Linked DNA regions of Capsicum annuum: region 1 is linked to region 2. Evidence: chromatin contacts called from public Hi-C data. All regions are on one chromosome and are shown on one strand. Each heading gives the region's core, a stretch centred on a gene start, on an enhancer-like site or on the middle of the called end of the contact. The rest is flanking DNA. Distances are from core to core; before and after follow the strand shown. Region 1 overlaps LOC107878268 (serine/threonine-protein kinase PBL34). Region 2 has its middle 6.7 kb from the start of LOC107878182.

Region 1 (3,756 bases), core at 911-3,410, 220 kb before region 2:
ATAGAAGAGAGGAAGAGAGAGGTTTGGCTGCTAACTTCAGGTTTTGTGTGGGAGGGGACATTCTATTCAGGAAGTATGGCAGTTAATCACCCCATTTGGAAAAGCAATAGCATTTTATAAAACAATAATAAAAGGAAGTGACGCTGGGTATTTTGATCATTAGGTTTGATCGATCCTTGAACTCGAGAAAAACCAAGTTGAGACTGCATGGGTTAACCCCTGTTTGATCCCTTAAAATGAGGCATTTGAGATTGGCTTCTAAAGGAATATTATAGGATTACTTTAGGCAAAGTTTGAAGGGTAGCCTTGGAGTAACTGGTAAAGTTGCTGCCATGTGACCAGGAGGTCATGGGTTCAAGTTGTGGAAACAACCTCTTGCAGAAATGCAGGATAAGGCCGTGTAAAATACACCCCGGCAGTCTGGCCCTTCCCCGGACCCACCATAGAGGGATCTTTAGTGCTTACTTTAGGCAAAGTTTGTCAATTGACATATGTTTTGGATTGACTTTACACTTGTGCATGAATTCCCTGATTTTTGTTTGGAAGTTATAGTTCATGCATCTTTCTGCTGAGTGATGCAATGCATGAGCATTTTCCAGCATGATCTATGGTTCAGCCACTAAAAATCATAGTTGGGAGGGTTTGGTGATTCTTGGGAAAGACAAATGGTTACACCAAATGCTAATCTTAATTTGCCTTGTATGCTTTTTATGTTTCCAATTTTCTGCTTTTAGCATATTTCTTGAATAACCATAATATGATGACTTTTATCTCTTATGATTTTCAGTATTCCAGTCTGTATCTGGTGAAGTGATTTTCTTGTTTTGGATCTGGTGAAGTGATGTTTGTACTTACGATGTTCTAGAACAAATGATTGTGTTCTTACCAATGATTTTTGCTCTAGATTTTTATGTCTTGCATATCCTTCATGAAAATTTTTAATAATATATTTATTATCAGGGTCCCTGCCTCTTCCATGGTCCATCCGCATGAAGATAGCATTGGGTGCAGCAAAAGGTCTTGCTTTTCTTCACGAGGAAGCAGAAAGACCAGTGATATACCGTGATTTCAAAACATCCAACATTCTGCTAGATGCGGTGTGTTCAAACACATAGGCAAATTGATCTCTCGCCCATTTTTATCGTTCTTCTAATAATACGTTCTCTCAGGATTACAATGCCAAACTTTCTGATTTTGGACTTGCCAAAGATGCTCCAGAGGGCGACAAGACCCATGTTTCTACTCGTGTCATGGGAACATATGGTTATGCAGCTCCAGAATATGTGATGACAGGTAAAATCTCAATCTCCATTGCTAATCATTTTAATCTAGTTTGCTATCGATGTCTCTGTATGAATCCATGATCTGGACCACAGTTGAAAAGCTCTTGAATGTTTTCTCACATCTGCTGAGTGGAACTTAAATTAAATGTGTGCCACTCTTTTGTCTCAGGACATTTGACATCAAAGAGTGATGTCTACAGTTTTGGTGTAGTTCTGCTTGAAATGATGACAGGTAGGAGATCCATGGACAAGAACCGGCCAAATGGGGAACACAACCTTGTTGAGTGGGCACGGCCACATTTGGGTGAAAGAAGAAGGTTTTATAAATTGATAGATCCTAGACTTGAAGGGCATTTTTCAATAAAAGGCGCGCAGAAAGCTGCACAGTTAGCTGCACGATGCCTTAGTCGGGATCCCAAAGTCAGACCTATGATGAGTGAAGTGATCGAAGCCTTAAAGCCGTTGCCAAACCTCAAGGACATGGCCAGCTCCTCCTACTATTTTCAGACGATGCAAGCAGACCGAGTTGCGTCAAGCCCAAATACAAGAAATGGACTTAGAACACAGGGATCGTTCTCAAGGAATGGACAACAGCATCCGAGAAGCTTATCGATTCCAAATGGTTCTCATGCTTCTCCATACCGACATCAACTTCCTCAGAATTCGCCAAATCCAAATGACAAACCATAGAATCAGATTGGCAGTAATCTATTTGTACCATTCTTTTCTTTCCCCTCTATATTTTGTTGGCCTACATTTATGCTTGTAGACTGGCAAGGGAATAGAAGTGCACGTACACGTGATCTATGAGTGCGCTCAACTCCTACTTGAAAAGAGTGTAGGGTAACCACCATGTAGTAATTATATTTCTGTGTTCAGATAATTCATTCTCTTCCCTTTCACTTCAGCCCACATCATAGGGGGAACTAGTAAAGGAAAGGGATTCTCTCTCTCTCTCTCTCTCTCTCTCTCTCTCTCTCTCTCTTTTGGGGTGAGTGGGTGGGAAGGGATGTTAATTGCAGATTCATTTAGTGTTAGTGTAGCTTAGCACATAGAAAGGGGTCAAAATATCAAATTTTGAACTGCAATATTCTCGTCTTAGCGGATGGTAGTGTACTTTTGTTTCTTTCCATTTATTGTTTGACAGATGAGCAGATTTCCTTGATGAAGGCAATCTATGTATCTGGACTAGCCAATTACTAAACATCACGGACGACCATCCTATTTATTCTGTTAGGAGAAAATAGAGAAGTTTGCGTATTTTTTTTTCTTGAAAGAAAGAGCAAGCGAGGCGCTCATGCTTTCTCCAAAAGTTGGTCATATTTTTAGGAACATATAATTTAGACAATCTATCTTGATGCAGATATCAGTAGTTAACTTTGCGACTTGAACTATTACAGGTCATGCAAAATCAATTTTATTGTTGCTCGAGGTCTCTTCATGATTCTTAATCGAGAGAATTTTATTGTTGCTCCAGAGTCTCTTCTTAACTGATTTTCTTTGAAATCCAATAATCAAAAGAAAGAATTTCTTTAGAAGAGGAGATGGACGCAAAATCTATTAAAATATGACCCAAAATTTCCCCAGAATATTGTGGTGCTAAAGGAAAGAGTATTTGGGGGACAGTTCCCGGCAACTGCTGTTCAGGGGTGTGTGTATATATATATATATATATGTATATATAGGTTTAGGTGTGCGCCTTGCCCGTGTATTTTACTTTGAAGAGTTCAAACATTACACTAAATAGGATATTTGTTTAAATAATAAAGATGAATATAATAATTAAATTTAATATCTTTTGTGTATGTAAAGGTGGAGGATTTATTTATTAAACCTAATCTTTACAAAAAATATTTTTAAAAGTCAATTGATATTCATCTACCATATAAAAATTGCAACAAAATAATACAATGATAGAGACATCAAAATAATACACTTAAATCTAATCTTTACACAATTTTTTTCAAAGTCGTTCGACACTCATCTACCACCTATAAACAATAACAAAATAATACGATAATGGAGATATCAAAATAATACAACTAAATCTCACCTTTACATAAAAAAATTCTTCAAAGCCGACCAACATTTATCTATCAGCTGTAAACTGCAACAAAATAATACGATAAAAATGATATCAAAATAATACAATTAAACTTAATTTTACACACAAAAATTTCTCAAAGCCGATCGAGATTTATTTACGAACTATAAACTACCACAAAATAACAAACTAATAGAGATATTACGATAATACAATTAAACCTAACCTTTACCTAAAAAAAATTTTCAAATCCGAGCTACATTCATCTAGCACCTGTAAATTAAAATTAAACAATAAGATAATAAAGATATCAAAACAATACAATTAAATCTAACCTTTACCCAAGAAATTCTTCAAAGCCAACCGACATTCATCTACGACCTGTAAACTATAAAAAATAATATAATAGTGATCACAAAGCTTCGATTT
Region 2 (3,708 bases), core at 610-3,109:
TCCAATTATTTCAAACAAGATTAGCAAACAAACATGTCGAAATAAGGTAAATACGTGAGGAAATGATACCCATTAATTTATTGTGAGACAAGTGAAAAAATAATGAACATATACTATCATGCGGAAATTTATGTCGAACATGCTAACAATGCTTAAAATTAGTTCTAACATGCTGAAAAATATGCTAATGCGCAATAATTTCATGTTAACATACTGAAATTGCATTAATGTGTTGAAAAGAAACAATAACATACTTAATCTATAATTTAACATGCTGAGAATGCTTAAACATGCTGGACATTAGTGGTTTTATACAGAAACACAGTTTTAACATGCTAAAAATTTAATATTGACATGCTAACATGCATGAACTCTACTATTTTGGCATGCTGAAATGTATTAACATGCAGAAAATTAATTGTTAACATGCTCAAGAGTACTAACATGCTTAGACTCGTGTTAACATGCTAAATTATACGACGACATATTAAGATTACTTAAGCCCAATGTCTAACATGCTGAAAATTGTTTAAACCTACTGTTTAACATGCTAAAATATATATTAATATGCAGGAGTTTTATGTTAACGAACTCTAAAACATTGACATGCCTTATTTTGTATTAATATGCTACAACATATAATGGCATGCTTAAAGTCACTTTAATGCGTTGATATGCTAAAAATATATTAACATGGTTAAATCTAATTCAATATGTCAACATACAAAATATATTGATAAGCTTAATGTCAATCTAATTTATGAAGCCGGATTCAATTAAATCCTAAAATTAAGAATTCTAAGCGGATAAATTAATAAACCTTAAATTGACTGCTTAAACGATTCATATGTTAATAAGTTCCAAGATTGTGTGCCTAAATAATTCACGTAGCACGTAACAAACAGAAAACCTAAGTTGTGTCTATCTATACTATTCATAGAGCACGTAAGTCTACGCCCTATGCAGTCCCCAATAATTATACAATAATAATAACGTTTATACAAAGTTATTACAACACTATGAATCGAAAATTAATAAATGAACAAAGAAAGAAAAAGTGCAGCCCTCCTCCATGAACTTTCCGGCGATTCTTCAAATACCCAAGAGAGATCCCACGTGATCTTGAAAATTTTCACCATAAATAAATAGTAACGAGACTATCACATTATTCAAAAAGTGAGTAAGTTAATCAATACAGCTTAATCACACAACTATTTACCATAAATGTTTAAATATCACAATTCATTACCCGTTGGATTCTCCATGGACAAGCGAGTAACTAGTTAAATTTAAAAAGGGCAAAATATGACATATCTAAAGGGAGAGAGAACAGGGGTGCAGCATTTTGACATGAATCATGCTAAGTGCAATCAAACAAAATAATCCTACAAATGTATGTGTAAAAGTTAGCATAGGAAGACCATGAATTTGAAGTAATTTTCACATATTTCAGACACACGTAAGTCACCAAAATGTTAAAAATTTTAACAAATTTCAACACAATATTATCAACCTCGGCAACCAAACCAAAGGGTAGAAATGATTTGAGACATAAGCATAAAAAATTAAAAACGGAATTAAATCTGGGGATGGGTTCTTGAGAACCCATTATCTTCCGGTGTTGCGAGAATGTACGGGGAAGGGGGGACGGAAGCGGCAGCTGCAGTTTCGCTGGGGGCGGCTCTGGTTCGAGCTTATGCCGGCGGCTGGTGGCTTGAAAGGAGAACGTAGGGGCGGCTGGTTGTTGTGGCGGCTGGCGATGGAGAGCCGAGGGATTTGGTGGCGGTGGTAAAGGCGGTGCAACGGGACTGGTCCCTGGTCGGCGATGGTTTCGCGTTGTTGGTTGTTCGGCGGCGGCGATTGGTTCGCCGGAGAGAGAGAAGAGAGCGGCGGCCATGGCTGTTGGGGTTCATGACGGCGACGGTGGTTCGCGACTGGAGAGGAAGGGGAAGTGGCCGGCTTTGACGGCGGTTGGCGGCGGTGATATGACTGCTTTTAGAGAGAAGAGATAGAGAGGAGAGGGAGATAGAGAGAGAAAGGTCGGTGGCTATTTTTGTTGAAAATGGATTTGGCTTAGGGTATTGGCTTAAAAGAATTAGATTGAGTTGATCTCAGTCGTTGGATCAACTTTGATCAACGACTGAGATTAAGGTATTTAAAAATAGGTCCTAAATTGCGATTTAAATAGGTACCTAATTGATATTCAATTTTAACTAAAATTGATATCAATTGAAATAAAAATGGCTAGAAATTAAATACAAGAAAGAAAAATTAAATAAACGTAGCTGTTAGTTCAATAAATGTAATAAAATAGGATGTCCCTATGAATGCTACGTAAAATTATTATAAAGATTGTCAATAATAATAATAGTAATAATAATAATAAATAAAAACAAAAATAATATATTTAAAAAATGTGAGTGTGCATATTACGAAAAAGACTTAATAAATATTGATAAATTATGTAGAATAGTTAAATTAATAAATAATAATGATAAAAGTCATAAAATAATTTGTATATGTGTAAATCAAAAGTGTGACACGTCAATATCTATTTGACACAAGAATAACATGTAAAAAATATTAACATTTGAAATTAATAATTTTATTAAAATAGTAGCCTAAAGGAGTACCGGGCAGTCAAAATTGATTTCATTATGATAGATGATTCCTCGCAATAAATCATTGCAATTCTTTGGTATCTAACTCAAAAACGTCTTTGTCACATGTAGAATAGATTAATTAATAGAAAATTCTTTTTTTATTTTGTATTGAATAATGACAAATCTTTTTTCTATTATGAAAATACGAGCTAGGTTACATAGTAACAGGTGGGTACACTAAAGCTCTTAAAATGCATGAGGGATTCTAAAACGGGTGGACCACAATAATTGTGGATAAGGCTCTGTTGCATATAATAAAAACGTTTCTTATGAACTTTTTTTATTATTATTTGTAGAAATTGATATCACATTCAATTAATAGAATAATGCTAAAAGTGGTATTTGTATAAAAAAAAAAATTATAGTATAAATAGTGACACCATATAAGGACAATAAAGGAACATTACAAAGTTTTAGTTAGGAGTCATTTTTCTCTTTGGAGTAGAAATATAGATTCTGGGAGATTGGGGTTGTCTAAAACGCTCGAAGATGTTAATTATTTAGTGATCAAGCTGATGATAAAATTAGAAAAAAATTGTGAGATATAGTAGGACTCGATGAAGTCTACACTTGCATGAACTAGCGGAATAGTTTGTTGATGCATAGTTTATACAATAGATCTGTAAATTAAATTTTACATTGTAACAAATCGTTGCTTAGTTTACGTGTAATTTTCTTCTTTAATATCAAATATACGTGCAACGACGTACCTTAAACTAGTATTTTTTAAAATTATAATGTTAATCTGTCAACATTATTTGTAAATGTAAATAATATTTTTTTCCCAAATTATACGACATCTTTCAAATTTTGTGATTTAATAAAGTTTTTCTTCTATCATAATTTTTTTGATATATCTTTTAAATAGTTTGAATTATCAATTGTTATGACTTGTTGTATTTTTTCATGTAACTTTATAATATGTAGATATTATTTTAAAAAATTTAAAGATTTTATCTCCAAATTTCAAGTGAAAATAAAATTGATTAACTTTAAAATTTGAATTGTGTCACATAAATTAGAACAAAAAAATCATGATACCTTT

The links. A called contact is a pair of places that touch in the nucleus more often than the background predicts.
Region 1: a Hi-C map of bud shows a contact between it and region 2, with 4 times the contacts expected there. The contact joins two enhancer-like sites. A contact is called at or near these places in 3 of 5 Hi-C or Micro-C datasets (bud, leaf and placenta).

The regions. Positions count from the first base shown.
Region 1 is chr1:91,673,070-91,676,825 of UCD10Xv1.1, reverse strand. It overlaps LOC107878268 (serine/threonine-protein kinase PBL34), which reads left to right. Exons shown (of 6, transcript XM_016725204.2): 4 at 961-1,097; 5 at 1,170-1,293; 6 at 1,453-2,235. The coding sequence ends at 1,973. Among protein-coding and RNA genes, the nearest start is that of LOC107878268, 13 kb to the left of the region's middle. Within about 2 kb of position 2,160, at least 4 of the 5 cell types and tissues checked have an H3K27ac peak or open chromatin away from gene starts, as enhancers often do. A contact at or near this core is called in bud and leaf, where this site is marked.
Region 2 is chr1:91,452,317-91,456,024 of UCD10Xv1.1, reverse strand. No RefSeq gene overlaps it. Among protein-coding and RNA genes, the nearest start is that of LOC107878182, 6.7 kb to the right of the region's middle. Within about 2 kb of position 1,859, at least 5 of the 5 cell types and tissues checked have an H3K27ac peak or open chromatin away from gene starts, as enhancers often do. A contact at or near this core is called in bud and leaf, where this site is marked.